Regions from separate parts of the Mus musculus genome. Here region 2 is linked to region 1. Evidence: chromatin contacts called from public promoter capture Hi-C data. All regions are on one chromosome and are shown on one strand. Each heading gives the region's core, a stretch centred on a gene start, on an enhancer-like site or on the middle of the called end of the contact. The rest is flanking DNA. Distances are from core to core; before and after follow the strand shown. Region 1 overlaps Gm30062 (a long non-coding RNA gene). Region 2 holds the start of Cybc1 (cytochrome b 245 chaperone 1).

The links. Promoter capture Hi-C pulls out the DNA fragments that hold promoters and counts their contacts.
Region 2: a promoter capture Hi-C map of hippocampal neurons shows a contact between it and region 1, with 2.3 times the contacts expected there. The contact joins the promoter of Cybc1 here to the enhancer-like site in region 1. A contact is called at or near these places in 3 of 39 promoter capture datasets (the 3T3-L1 cell line, 3T3-L1-derived adipocytes and hippocampal neurons), 1 of 15 datasets of contacts at CTCF or cohesin (the NIH/3T3 cell line), 2 of 115 datasets of contacts at active chromatin or transcription factors (the SCID.adh cell line and memory CD8 T cells) and 1 of 9 other capture datasets (adipose tissue).

What each region holds. Positions count from the first base shown.
Region 1 is chr11:121,009,668-121,016,672 of GRCm38.p6, reverse strand. It overlaps Gm30062 (a long non-coding RNA gene), which reads right to left. Exons shown (of 3, transcript XR_003949840.1): 2 at 2,565-2,741; 3 at 1,252-1,881. Among named protein-coding and RNA genes, the nearest start is that of Gm30062, 3.7 kb to the right of the region's middle. Within about 2 kb of position 1,677, at least 69 of the 459 cell types and tissues checked have an H3K27ac peak or open chromatin away from gene starts, as enhancers often do. A contact at or near this core is called in adipose tissue and hippocampal neurons, where this site is marked.
Region 2 is chr11:121,224,728-121,231,375 of GRCm38.p6, reverse strand. It overlaps Cybc1 (cytochrome b 245 chaperone 1), which reads left to right and starts at 2,067. Exons shown (of 7, transcript NM_144832.2): 1 at 2,067-2,337; 2 at 2,906-3,048; 3 at 4,092-4,133; 4 at 4,534-4,607; 5 at 5,476-5,572. The coding sequence starts at 2,964.

The sequences.
Region 1 (7,005 bases), core at 428-2,927:
TTCATCTTTCTCTGTTTCTCTCTCTATGTCTCTCTGTGTGTCTATATCTCCCTGTCTCTCTGCCTTTCTCTCTATGAGTGTGTGTGTGTCTGTCTGTCTGTTTCTATCTTTCTGTGTGTTTCTTCATTACCGACTCTAAAGGGCTGACTGAAATTTGGAGAGTCCATCTCTTCATAGAGATCTTTGCAGAAGTTTGAGGCCAACCTGGACCACCCTCTAGTGCTGGGAGGGCCCTCAGCCATTGATGGAAAAGCTCTGAGACCAGCCTGGAGGGCCGAGGCATTCTTTAGCCTCTGTCTCCTGGATCACATATGGATGCTTCCTCTTCTCTGTCCAGGCCACAGGAAGCACAGGCCTCCAGCTGCTCCTCCATCTCCACGGCCATCCTGACTCCCTGGTGACAACAACGCCTGCATCACACCATAGAGAACACCCTCCAAGGCGGCCCTTAAGCAATGTTTCATTTCTCATGAGTCTTAAAATGCCCCACAGCAACCAAACAACCTGGTCACCATGTTCCATTCCAGCTGAATAGTGTCCATCCTGGTAAATATAAGTATTTATCATCCATTAGCTTTACTTAGTAACCCACTAACTTTATTTCACATCGGCTTGTCTGAATGTCTTTCCTAGGATGCAGTCACGGATCTGGCTTTATCCAAGTGGAGGTCCTTAGTTGGGCTCTCCTCCGACTGCCCTCCGCAGTGCTGGGCTGCATTCCTGCTGCCTCTGGCAATCAGAGGGAACCAGAAAAGTTTAGGGGACGCTGTATGTGGTGGTTTGTGCCTGTAATCCCAGGACTTGGGAGGTAGAAGCAGAGAAATAAGACATGCAGGGAGATCCTCAGCTACACGGTAAGTTTAAGGCCAGCCTGTGCAGGGCAGTATGCAGTGTCACGTCCACTGAAGAATGTCTTCCCTAGGCAGATGGCTTTGTCCCAGTAAACACTAATTTCCTGCTGCCCGGCCCTGCAAGATCTCAGCTACTTTCTAAGCTGTTCCAAATCCACAGACACCTCTACTTAGTCTCTGCTCACTCACTAACAGTTAAGGGCGTCTAGCTAGATGCCCTGTGTAGGAAGCTGAAGGACCCTAGAGGCGTCTATCCCAGCTCCATCCTGGTTTCTGAGAGCTGTTTTCATTCAGTGTGCCAGCAAATGCAAAACCATGCCCCGTTTGTGTAGTGTTGGGTTTTGTTTTGTTTTCTATTCTAAGACAGAATCTGAATGTTTTACAAAAGGAAAAACATAAGCACAGGGGAAAATTTTAATAGGGATTTGAGTGAGAATTTAAACTTAGAAAACGCCTCGCATTTGTATCTAGTAAGTTTGGAAGCACAGACGTCATGAAAGATAAAAGAAGGTTGGTTAGGTCTTGTCAGCTAGCAGAGATGGTCCAGGTGCTGTTGGCAAGCATTGCCTGCTGACGTCTTCCCACAGGCGATGACAGGTGATTGCTCACTTTGGTCCGGGAACCATCTGGAGGCGGTTCTTCCTGGTGGTGGGAGCCTTGGCGCTGCCTCCTGCATTCAGCTCCCTGTGACCTATCTGCTTCTCCACTAGAGGTGGCAAACGCAAGATTCTGGGATATTCTCCACAAAATGTCCAGGCAGAGCAGTGGGAAGACTGCAAGATGCCAGACTGTGGCGTCACTCTCGCTTCCTGGAGACGCGCGCACTTCCTCGGATTCCTACGATTACGTCATGACGAACTCAGCTGGGAACAAGCGAAAGCGATGCTGCAGTAATACTCCCGGGAACGGAATGACAAAAGTCCTGTGTGAGTTGAACACTTAGATCCCATCTGCACTAGTCACGCTAGGGCGTGTTTCCTTCCACTTCTGAGTGACCCGAGCTTCTCTTTGTGTCTGTACTCGGGAAGACCTGTAAGGATTAAAATCGTGAGACACCCATCCCCACTGCAGAACCACCACAAGGTGACATGGAGGAAGAATAAGGAGTCTGAGAGGAGGGTATGGAGAGTGTGGGGGAGTGTAGGGCAATGTTGGCTAAGAAGAGGGAAATCAGAAATTCAAGTATGGGGTAGAGAAAAACCTCACATGTGTTACTGTTTCATATTCACATGGAAACCAGAACATAAAATTTTCACGGAACATTTCACTTGTTCTGGGTTGCAGAACTGGAACTCGGGCTTCCAGTATCCTGGGGACTCCAAGTTCCTTTTCATCGCATTGTACCGCTCACCCACTCAGATGAAACATTTTAAGTGGCCCACCTGAACTAAGGTTCCAGTAAACATACATAAAACAGCCTTTCTCCTCAAGCTTTAGGTGCCCTCCCTGCAATCTGCCTTAAACCACCTGGCTGAAAGGTGGACACAGAGTTACCAGGGCCAAATGCTATCTTTTGTTTTGTGGTCTGTTTTTATTTGTCTGTAGCCCAGGCTGGCTTCGATTTTCACTATGTAGCCAAGGATAACTTTGAACCTATGATCCTCCTGCCTGCACCTCACAAGCACCAGGATAGAGCTGTGTGTCACTACACCCACCTTTGTTAAGTTTGATATCATCCCAGTAACCCAGGCTGGAATTTCACTTGATATGTACCTGGCTGGCCTTGAACTCCTGATCCTCAGGCCTTAGCTTCCTGTGGGCTGGGGTTCCACCGAAGATGGAAGATGCTGTGAGACATAAGGAGATGCAGAGCCAAGGGTTGCATAGGCATGCTTTAGCAAGAATTCACAGGCAGAAGAGCAACTCGGCAAGACTAGTCACTTCCTGTACCTGAAACAGAAGCAAGTTATGCTCAGTTAGGTAACCGTGAGCCGCAGTCCCTGGATGTACCTGGTCTTTCTCACTGTTAACATGTCCCTGTCAGTTAAGAAACAGCCCAGCATCGGTGGCTGGCACACCACATTGGACCGTCTAAAAGACTTCATTTGTCTGGTAGGCTCTGTGGTGTGTGCCAAGGATGCCTGCAGCACAAGACTGCAATTGTGCCCAAGATGGCTGTAATTGTGCCAAGCGGATCCCTACAGCAATTCTATTTGCAATACAGAAATCTAGGAGATTTCAAAATACTAACTAGATTTTTTTTTCTGTTTTAATCAAAGGCTTGAAATATAGTTACTGTGTGTTTGAAAAGGCCTTTTCCCATGTCATAATCCATTTCACGGATGTGTTCTCTGAGAAGCTGCTTACGTTAGCTGTAGAACACTATCCTCTAAGCCTCAGAGCCATTAATCACTATCCCGTCTCTGTCTCTCTCTCTCTCTGTTTCTCTGTGTGTCTCGGGTGCGTGAGTGTGTGTGTCGGGGAAGGGGAGGCACTTGTGGTCATGAAGGGTCCTTCTCAGGCATGGACAAGTAATTGAACTTCCAGAGAAGACAGAAGACCAAGTTGCCAAGAAAGGAAAAGTAACAAGAAGGAAAACCCTTTGGATGGGAGGGGGCCCCTGAGTCCTAACCCATTCTAGGCTGGGTATTCTATAGCCCCCTAGGTGCTCCCCTTTACCCAGCTGGTCCTGTTTAGAAACCTGCCCTCTGTTCCCACCTTCTCTTACTGTCTTCCAGCGAACCGGAAGCTGTCTACTCAGGGCGCCTGCTTCCACCTTCTTGCCTTTGTATCTCTCTCTAACACCCCTTCACACTCCACATTATTTCCATTAATTTTTTAATTGCATTTATTTATGGGGCAGGAGGGAGCCATCTCTTCTTCCACCCTATGGGTCCTGGGGCTGGAACTCAGGTCCCCAAGATTAATACTGAGTACCCTTACCCCCTAGCCGTCCTGCCAACCCACCCACCACCCTTTTTCTTCTTTAGTAAAGTCTCTTGCAGAACCTGGAGATCATCATCTCGGCGTGACTGAGTGGCCAGCAAGTCCCAGGATCCTCTCTGTTTTTCCAGAGCTGGGATTACATGTGAACAGGACCATAGCTAGGTGTTACGTGGGTGCTGGGGATCTGAACTGAGGTTCTCATCCTTCCAGGGCAAGTACTTTATCAGTTATTTCTTAAGTTCACCATTACCGTCTTAATCAGAGAGGCTATGAATTCCATGAGGGATTCTCACAGGATGGGGCCTATCGATGTTCCCTTGAAGGAGGGATTGGTTCAGTCACTCAGTCCCTCCTATGTTCCCTGCCCTGGCTGCATATCATGTTGGGTGATAGTTGTGGAGCACTGTCTGCTAAGCATCATAGCCCCACACACACACACACCTGTATGTGTGTGTGAGTATGTATGTTCATGTGTGTTTGTGTGCACGCCCGTATGCATGTATATATGTCCATGTGTATGTATGTGTGTATGTGTGTGCCAGTGGGCATGTATGTATGTTCATGTGTGTGTGTGCATGAGAGCACGCAGGCTGTAGGAATGAGGAAATCGCATGGTACAGTTTCAGAGAGCTTTTCAGAGATGCAGTTGTTTTGCAGTCACCCGTGTTCCTGTAACCCCTCACCACACCCCTGTAAAGAAACCCAATAGACTCGTTGGTTCAGTAAGCTGGACTTGAGTGGAATCATTTGTTTGCTCTGTTGTTGGGAGATGTTTGAACATATCGCTTAAAGAAAAACTACAGTACTCTTTTTCTCCTCCTACTCATCATCATCATCTTTAAAAATATTTTACAGTGGCTGTACTGGCTAGTTACTCCCAACGTGATGCAAGTTAGATCCCCTGGGAAAAGGAAGCCTCTGTCACGTTGACCTGTGGGCATGTCTGTGGGGACATCTTCTTGGTTTATGATTAACAAGGAAGAGCTCAGCTTGCTCTGGACGTTGCCACCCTTGTGCAGGTGATAATGAGGAGGGGGCTGGAGGAGGTGTGGAGAGAGGGCCAGAGGGCCAGGAGAATGAGTGGAAATCTGCAGCTGCTGGGGGCAGGGAGAGTTTCTAGGAAGTCCCAAAGACCTGGGATGAGGGAGGCTCCCAGGAGTCAATGTTGGTGACCTTAGCCGAGATGCCTAATAGTGGTGACGTGGAGCCTGAAAGGCCACTCCTGTGGCCAGACAGGACCCCCAGTGGAGGGATAAGGACACCAAACCATCCACAAAACTTTCAACCCCAAATTTGTCCGGTCTACAAAAAAATGCATAGACAAAGATGGAGCAGATATTGAAGGAATGACCAAACAATAACTTGCCCAACTTGAGACCCATCCTATGGGCAAGCACCAATCCCTGACACTATTAATGATACTCTGTTATGCTTGCAGACAGGAGCCTAGCATAACCGTCCTCTGAGAGGCTCTACCTAGCAGCTGACTGATACAGAGGCAGATACCCACAGCAAGCTAAACATTGGACAGAGCTTAAGGAATCATGGAAGAGTTGGGGGAAGAATTGAAGACCCTGAAGGAGATAGGCACCCCACAGGAAGACCAACAGTCAACTAACCTGGACTCTTGGAAGCTCTCAGAGACTGAGCCACCAACCAAAGAGCATGCATGGGCTGGACAGAGGCCCCCAGGACATACATAACAAACATGCAGCTCAGTCTCCATGTTGGTCCCCCCAACAATTGGAGCAAAGGCTCTCCCTAAAGCTGTAGCCTGACTGTGGTCTCTGTTCTCCAACAGGGCTGCCTGTCTGGCCTCAGTAGGAAAGGATGCACCTAATCCTATAGAGACTCAATGTTCCTGGGTAAAAGGATAGCTAGGGGTCCCAACCTCCCAGAGGAGAAGGGGAGGGGGAGGGACTCTGTGAGAGGGGCCTGGATGGGGGGGGGCCGCATTTGGAATGTAAATAAATAAATAAATAAATAAATAATAAATATTGTTTTTAAAAAAAGGGAAGAAAGCAAGCTAAGAGCTGTGGGTTTCTTTACAAACCCAGTTATATGATGTTTTTGTTTTAATCCCAGGTGCGGGCTATGGAGTTGCTTCAGGTTGTCCACAGCCGCTAACTTTGATTGTCTCATGCTCTAGAAGGGGCGTGATTTTTGCCAGCTGCAGATAGTTTATGTTTGGCATTCTGGGGTCTCTTGAGAGGGTATAAATTTGAGAGCCCAGGAGGGCCTGTGGTGGCTGCTGCTACCCCTGCTTTCCCCAGTTCCGCCCCCCCCCACACACACACACTGTCCCTGTTGCTTGTCCCTGCTACTGCTGGTTCCTGCTGCTGCAGTTGTTATTGCTGGATTGTTGGACTGCTGGCTGGAGATATATCCTGACAACAGAGATTGGACTTGCCCCAAGGAACCTGATGCTCCCTATAAGCAGGAAGTAGTCTAAAGAGGTTTACACCCCTTTTTGCTTCTAATCTCCTTTCTCTCCTACCTAGTATTAGGGACTTAAAAGGAACTGGGGTGGAATAACAGTTGGAAGGGTGGTAGATAACAGAGCCCAATAAAATAGCCCCCCAAAAGTATGCCTATGAAGAGCCAGGTATGGTGGCACATGCCTTTAATCCCAGCACACCAGGGGCAGAGGCAGGCTTATCTCTTGAGTTCCAGGCCAGCCCCTAGTTGCTGTGGACTCCAGACCAGCCATGGCTACATAACAAATGCTATCTCAAAAGAAAAAAAATAGTCCACAGCAACTATATTCTTGAAGCCAAGTATGAGTAAAGGGTGTGAACACATCAAAGTGTGCTTAAAACAGTGCTACTCAGCAAAAATACTGAGGCCAGAGCGAAGGCCCAGTGCTCAAGAGCACTTACCGCTCTTGCAGAGGACCTGGGTTCAGTTCCCAGTGCCCACATGGCAGCTTACAATGGTCCATAACTGTTCCAGGGGATCCAACTCCTTCTTTTGGCCTCCTCTGGTACTAATTTAGTGCACACCTATACATGCAAGCAAACACTCATACCCATAAAAATAAATAATAAATCTGCCAGGTAGAGGTAGTGTATGCCTTTAATCCCAGCAATCAGGAGGCAGAGGCAGGTGGATCTCTTGAGTTCAAGGCCAGCCTGTCTACTGAGTTTCAGGACAGCCAGGGCTACACAGAGAAACATTATCTCAAAAACAAACAAACAAAAACAACAACAAAAAAAAAACAAAAAGAAGGAAACCTTTAAAAGAACTACTGATGAATACATGGGAGGTC
Region 2 (6,648 bases), core at 818-3,317, 210 kb before region 1:
GTACCATTCAAGCTGTAATCTCGGCACACAGCACAGTCATGGCTAACATTATGTTCATGGCTAACGCTAATGTTATGTTTACAGTTTAAAATCTCTGGGCTTTTTGAGAACTGCAAAGCAAAATTAGACTTCCAAATGTTAAGGGCTGTTAAAGGTTACTTTTTAAATTTCTGTTTCTGCTTCGGTAAATAAAGCTTGTTTTGCATAAGAGGACCTTCTGCTTGTACTAGCACAGAATGTAACTTGTGGTTTTTGCCTTTATAAACCCCTGACTGAGGTGACTGGGGACTGCATTCAGGAATTCCGAGTCCTGGGTGTAGACCTGGTGCCAGTCTATAAATAAAAGCCTCTTCTTAAACTGGGCAGTTCCCAGCACTCAAGAGACAGAGGCAGGTAGATCTCTGTGTATTTGAAGCTAGCCTGGTCTACAGAGTGAGTTCCAGGACAGCCAGGTTTTGAAAAAAAAAAAAAAAAAAAGGAGAGGGAGAGATAAAGAGAAAGAGAAAAAAAGAAAAAAAAAGAGAATAAATCCAGCTTTAAACTGAGTATAGCAGCGTGTGCTTTTAATTCTAGCACTCGCAAGACAGATTGGGCCAGATCCCAGAGTTCCAGGCCAACCAGAAATACATGCACACACTCACACACGCACATCATACAGACAAGCAAAAACAACAAAAAACAGGGATCGAGAGTTGGCTCAATAGTAAAGAGTACTAGCTACTTTCCCAGAGGTCCTGAGGTTCAATTCCCAGCAACCACATGGTGGCTCACAACCATTTGCAATGGGATCTGATGCCCTCTTCTGGTGTGTCTGAAGACAGCTACAGTGTATTCCTATACATAAAATAAATAAGTAAATATTAGAGAGAGACTGCCTCATCCAGTTTTCTCAGTATATACTGTAACTATAAATTGACAAAACTTCAAGGGTCATGCTGTGTACTTTTATAAAGTCATTATAAAATTAGGAATCCCATAACAAGTAGATCTAAAGAGAACGGTAAAGTAATGGAAATCTCTGCTCCAGCATGCCGTCCTAGCACCCACAGATCATCGTAGGTATGTTGGAGGCAAACTACAAAATAGGAACATGTGATCCAGGTTTTACGTCACTAGTTATTGTGTGTTAGGTCTGAAAGAAACCGGGGACAAATGGCTAACTGAGGTGCCTATTGACCATCAAAGTAGATGATGGCCATGCTCTCAGCAAGTACCTGTTACAGAGTCCTGACTCCTCAGCTCTTGCCCACTACCCTAGACCTCTCTAACCCTGCCCAAGCCCCTGCCTTCCCTTCCCTTCCCTCCCCTCAACTCCCCTCCCCTTCCCTTCCCTTCCCTCCAACTTCTCTTTGCCTATAAAACCCAGACATCGTGACTACGTGCTGACATCTGACATCGTGACTACGTGCTGTCTGCCCTCTTGGTCTTTTGTCTCCATCTCGCCTCTCTTCATCTCTTACTCTGCCCCTCTCTCTTTCCTCTCATGGCTCTATTCTGCTGGACATGTTCAACCAGACGCTTCCATATGTGCTTTCCCTCACATTTACAATAAGAAACTCGTCAACAATACCTAGGAGTGGCCATGTCCCCACTTTCATTTATTGTGCATCTTTTGTTAGATTGACCTCGGGTAGTCAGATCATGTTTGCTATACCTTAGGCATCTGGTGAATATGACCTCTTATCATTTCCTGAAAATTACAGATCTAGCCAGGAGGCGGTGGCACACACCTTTAATCCCAGCATTCGGGAGGCAGAAGCATGAAGATCCCTCTGAGTTCCAGGCCAGCCAGAGCTACACAGAGAAACCTTGTCTGGAAAACCCAAAAAACCCCCCAAAAACAAACAAACAAAAAAACCCAATCCAGATCCACTCACTCCCCAGGCTTCTAAACCACGCCCATATCCTGCTTAACTAGGAAACCTCCTTGAGTGACATCTTTCTTGGTTGGCCAAGGGGCTAAATTCAGGTGCCCTACCTGTCCCTGTCCCCAGGAGTGTGAAGCACAAAGGCACAACCCCCGACTGCGTAATCACTCAGTCTCCACCCCTGGGAGGTTCCCACCCAGCTCTTATCCCGGAAGTCTGCGGAACAGAAGTCCGGAAGTTCGAGGGGCTGTTCTCTCCCACTCATTCTCCTACAAGTCCCTCGTTGTCCGCATAGGTGCGTGTCCTACAACTTTTCGGGTTCCGACCCGCCGAGCCCTGTGCGGGTCATCGCTTGCGGATCTGGACCAGGCGCAAGGCAAATTGAGGAAGCCGGGCGTGTGCACTCCGGAGGAGGAGCCAGCGTAACGGGCCGCTAGTGGAGCTTGTTGGTAACTGAAGCCAGAGGGAGGCAAGTTATGTGCCTAACTAGGATTCTTGAGGATGTAGGGTATGAAGCTTGATTGCCCCTGGGAATCCAAGGAGCCACTCAGAACTGGGGCCTTGGGTGTTAATCTCCAGACGTCCTGCCGCAGTGTCCCATTAATTCGGCGCATTTGGGCCATTGTTAGGTAGTCTGGCGTCAATAACAGGGATCTGACAGCTTATGAATGTAGAGACTCATACACGATGGTACTTTCACTTCCCGTTCTTGGTGGGAAGAGTTGTTTCTGGAAGATTCGGGTAAGGTGCCGGAAGCCTGAGTTGTGTGTGTGTGTGTCGGGGCGGGGGAGGGGGAGGGGGCTTACTAATGGAACAACTTAAAGATAAGAGTTCAGTCAAGAAAAGGGTTCACAAGACTGGGGGCTTGGAAGTGAGTTCAGACCAACACCAAATTTGTGAGCTGTGTAGCCCCGATGCCCATACATAATTGTGAGTTAAGTGGGCTCATAAGAGAAAGGTGTTCGGGGTCTGCTGTGGACCTTCCCCTGGCCTCCTGACTGGACTAATGAGGTGCTGCCTATGTGCACTGGTTGCAGGCTTCAGTTGTGTTTTTCCAAGCCTGGTCGGCTGTGCAGTAGAGCCCAGGTTCCAAGAATGTATATGCAGGTGGAGACACGCACCAGCACCCGCCTCCATCTGAAGAGGGCTCCAGGCATCCGGTCTTGGTCCCTGCTGGTCGGTAAGGCTTCCCACCCCCCACCCCACCCCCAATCTAAAAAGCGACGTAAACAGCTTCTTTGTGTTCTATTAGAGGTTCTCAATACAAGGCCTTGATAAAGCATGTTTCATTAACCCTCAGGGTGCCTTTTCTTTCAGATGGCATGCAGGACCGACCCCCTTGCATGCTAGGCACACTCTAACACTGAGATACCCTCCCTGCCTTGCAAGCTGGGCACACTTCTTTAACACTGAGATGCCCTCCCAGCCTATCTGCTTTTTATGAGGTCACTATAGTTTTCCTTCTGTGTGACAGGTGATCATGGGTTCCCATCTTTCCTCTTCCCTGGCTCAGACCTCTTCATAAGCGCACTTAGCCTCTTCCTCCATCGCTGCCTGTCAGAAGGCTCTTGTATCTCAGGGACAGGTGCACTTGTGTTGGCTGGGCTGTACAGTCTGAGGTGAGGCACTAGCTGTGGCTTCAGCAGCATCTCTGCAGTCTGTCCTTATGATATACACATGCTTTTCTGCATGTTATGCTCGGGTGTTGTTATAATTCTGTAAGTAGTCTTCATCCCTCATCCCATGTAAGCAATACCTACCTCAGGGTCATTTGTGCGTTTGTCATTTGTTTGCAGACAAGTCTGGTGAATGCCATGATGGGATATCTTGCTTTTTATTTAATTTTATTTTTAAACTATGTGTGTATCTATATGGGGGTTCTATGCAGGTACGTATAGGTGCCTGTGGAATCCAGAAGAGCATTAGCTCTCTTGGAGCTGAAGTTGCATGAGGTTGCGATGGCCTGACATGGGTGCTGGTGCTGAGTACTGAACTGGGTCCTCTGCAAAAGTAGTATATACTCTTAATCAGTAAGCCCTCTTTTCCAGTCCCCTTCTCCTCCGTTTTGAAACAAACATCTTAGCTGGCTCACCAACTCTGTACTAGGTAGCCTCTACCTGTTGCCCCTGAACAAGCTGTGCTACCATGAGACAGCTATAGCACTGTGAAGAAATGGGTCTTCCCTTGGCTAGTTAACAAGGTACTCTCTCCCTCTCTCTACAGGAATATTATCCACTGGCCTGGCTGCTGCCTATTACAGTGGAGGTAAAGTATGTTCTCCCCTTCAGCTTCCTTGCACTTGGAAATGAACAAAAAGCAGTCTTGGTGTGTGTGGCTTTGGGGTGGCCTTGTGTGGGAGATGATCCCAGGCCATGTCTTGTATCTTAAATCTCTTACTGTGTTACAAAGTCCTCTTGTAAAGCTCTTTAGCATTTGCCTGTCACCTTGCAGGGAGGATGTGTCCCATCTCCATGGCAAGGCTGTATCGATCTACCCATCCTCTAGGTGGAATTAGGCAGAGTTTGGGGCTTAAGTAGCTCCGGTGACAGAAGCACATTACCTAAGCCTCTAATCTGAGCCAAAAGAAAGGTTGGGCTGGGAAGGACCACCTATGGACATCACCTTGGCTCCTGAGCTAATGAGCTGATATACTGTCTGCTTGCAGATAGTCTGGGCTGGAAGCTCTTCTATGTCACAGGCTGCCTATTTGTGGCTGTACAGAACTTGGAAGACTGGGAGGTAAGATGGAACAGTAGGACCCTTCCCGTTCAGAAGCACCTGCCCCAGCTCAGAGGCATTCAGTTACCTGGACTCAGCCCTTCCCTTGATTTTGCTTGTAAACATCTCTGGACTTTTCTAGAAAAGCTACTCACAACAGTTTTCACTAAGGTTCTATGTAGTGTGTTTTGTTATGTTGCAGGCTTGCCTCAAACTCAAAAGAAAGCCAATTGCCTCAACCTTCTGATGGGCATAAAACACCCCACTTGGCGCACAGTAGCGCCCCCCCCCCCCCCGGGTTGTTACAACAAGTCTGTATGTCCCTTGGCTGGGCTGGTTCCACAGGGCAGGGACCTGTGAGAACATTTTGAAGTTCAGGGGTTTGGGGCTTCCTCTGACCACCCAGGTCCTCACTGTACACCTAACAATGGCAGACAGGAATCTGAGCCTGGGGAAAGTCAGGTGGTACCTTTTGGGGATGCCCCCTTCCCTTAGTCTTGGACTTCTCAGAATTCTTGAAGCTGCCTGGCCTGGGCTTCTGCTTTTTGCTTAATGGCCTCATTACCATCCTGTCCTTTTGTTCTTTTATTTACCCAGTACTTAGGGTTGAACCTGGGGCCTCATACCTGCTGGGCAAGATTCCCCAGGCTGGTCTTGCTCTCAGGAAGAGAGAAGAGCACCCATTCTATCTGCTTTCTCTCATGTGTCCCTTACTCACAAGGAGTACAAGAGGTTAGGCACAGAAGGTACCTCTGGAAGAGTCCTGGAGACTTTGGATTTCCACCTGGGCAAATTGCGTATTTGTACCAGTGTGGGTGGGGCTAATACCTCAGCATAAGCTCCGTCCTCTCCCTGGAGTTCTGTGTGCTTAGCATATATTGGTTTGCAGGAGGCCATTTTCAACAAGAACACTGGGAAGGTCATCTTAAAAACATTCAGCCTCTACAAGAAGCTGCTGACTCTTCTCAGAGCGGGCCACGATCAAGGTAAGACGTGGGGACCTACAGCTTGGTGAGGCCTGGATGGCTTGGGTTCAAGTCCAACTGCTCAAGGAATGAGGGTCCTCAGACATATCCTGGCTTGCAGGGATAGATCCAGGCAGATATTTTGCATACTTAAGGACTTAGCCTGTCAGGAAGAATGGAAACTCCTTGGCAGCTCCTAGTTGGGTGAGGGTGACAAGAGGTTACTGTGCCAGGTAGACTAGCAAGGAGCCATCCTAGTCTTCAGGAACCACTTGGCCTTTGTCGATTATCCTGTACCTGGTTGTCAGCTTTGCTAGTCCTGCAGTGAGATGGTCAGAGGAACCCTGCAACCCTTGGACCTCTGGGTTTGGAAGGTAGCCTTGTTGTGAGGTATCAGGTTCTCATAGGTCTCTTCCTTATGTATCCAGCCCAGCTATTGTGCATTACAAACATGGAAGTAAACTGTGTGTGCATGCACAGGCCTCTTAGTAGGCTTTTAACATGAAGAGTTAAGCTACGAGGCGTTCAGGTCTCTAGCTTATGTGGAGTGCTGGCAGTGTATAGCTGAAAGTGGCATAGATGAAGACCAGAGCTGGTTTGTGGGGTGTGAGTTGAACTTCCCCTTAGGCAGCTTGTTGGAAGCCTGGCTCATCTGAGAGCCAGTCCCCACAGGCTCCAAGCCCCATGGCCATCCCTCATGTCACTGTGACAGTGAGATGAGATAGGTTTCCCAGTGGCTCTTGGGAATGCAGTATCAGCCATGCATTAGTTAAGCAATGGTTTTTCTGTACACAGAACTAACTGGCAGAGCTATCCCACTGGAGCCAGACAGGTTTTCCAGCCTTAGGTAAAATCAGGCAAAGAGGATATCATGAAGATGGCAGCTTGGGCTTAGGGATCCATCCCTGTTGTAGGACTGCTCAGGAAAGCCAGCATCTGCCTGGAACTGCAGCTGTCGGGCTCTCCTGAGCATCCTTATCCACAAGTTATTCTGGGTCCATCGTCCTGAATGTGGACGAGCCAATGCTTTTGTCACCAATGCTCCTCCTACTATTCAGCGGGTTGTCCTGCGCACAGCATAGGGTGAGAGCATAGGG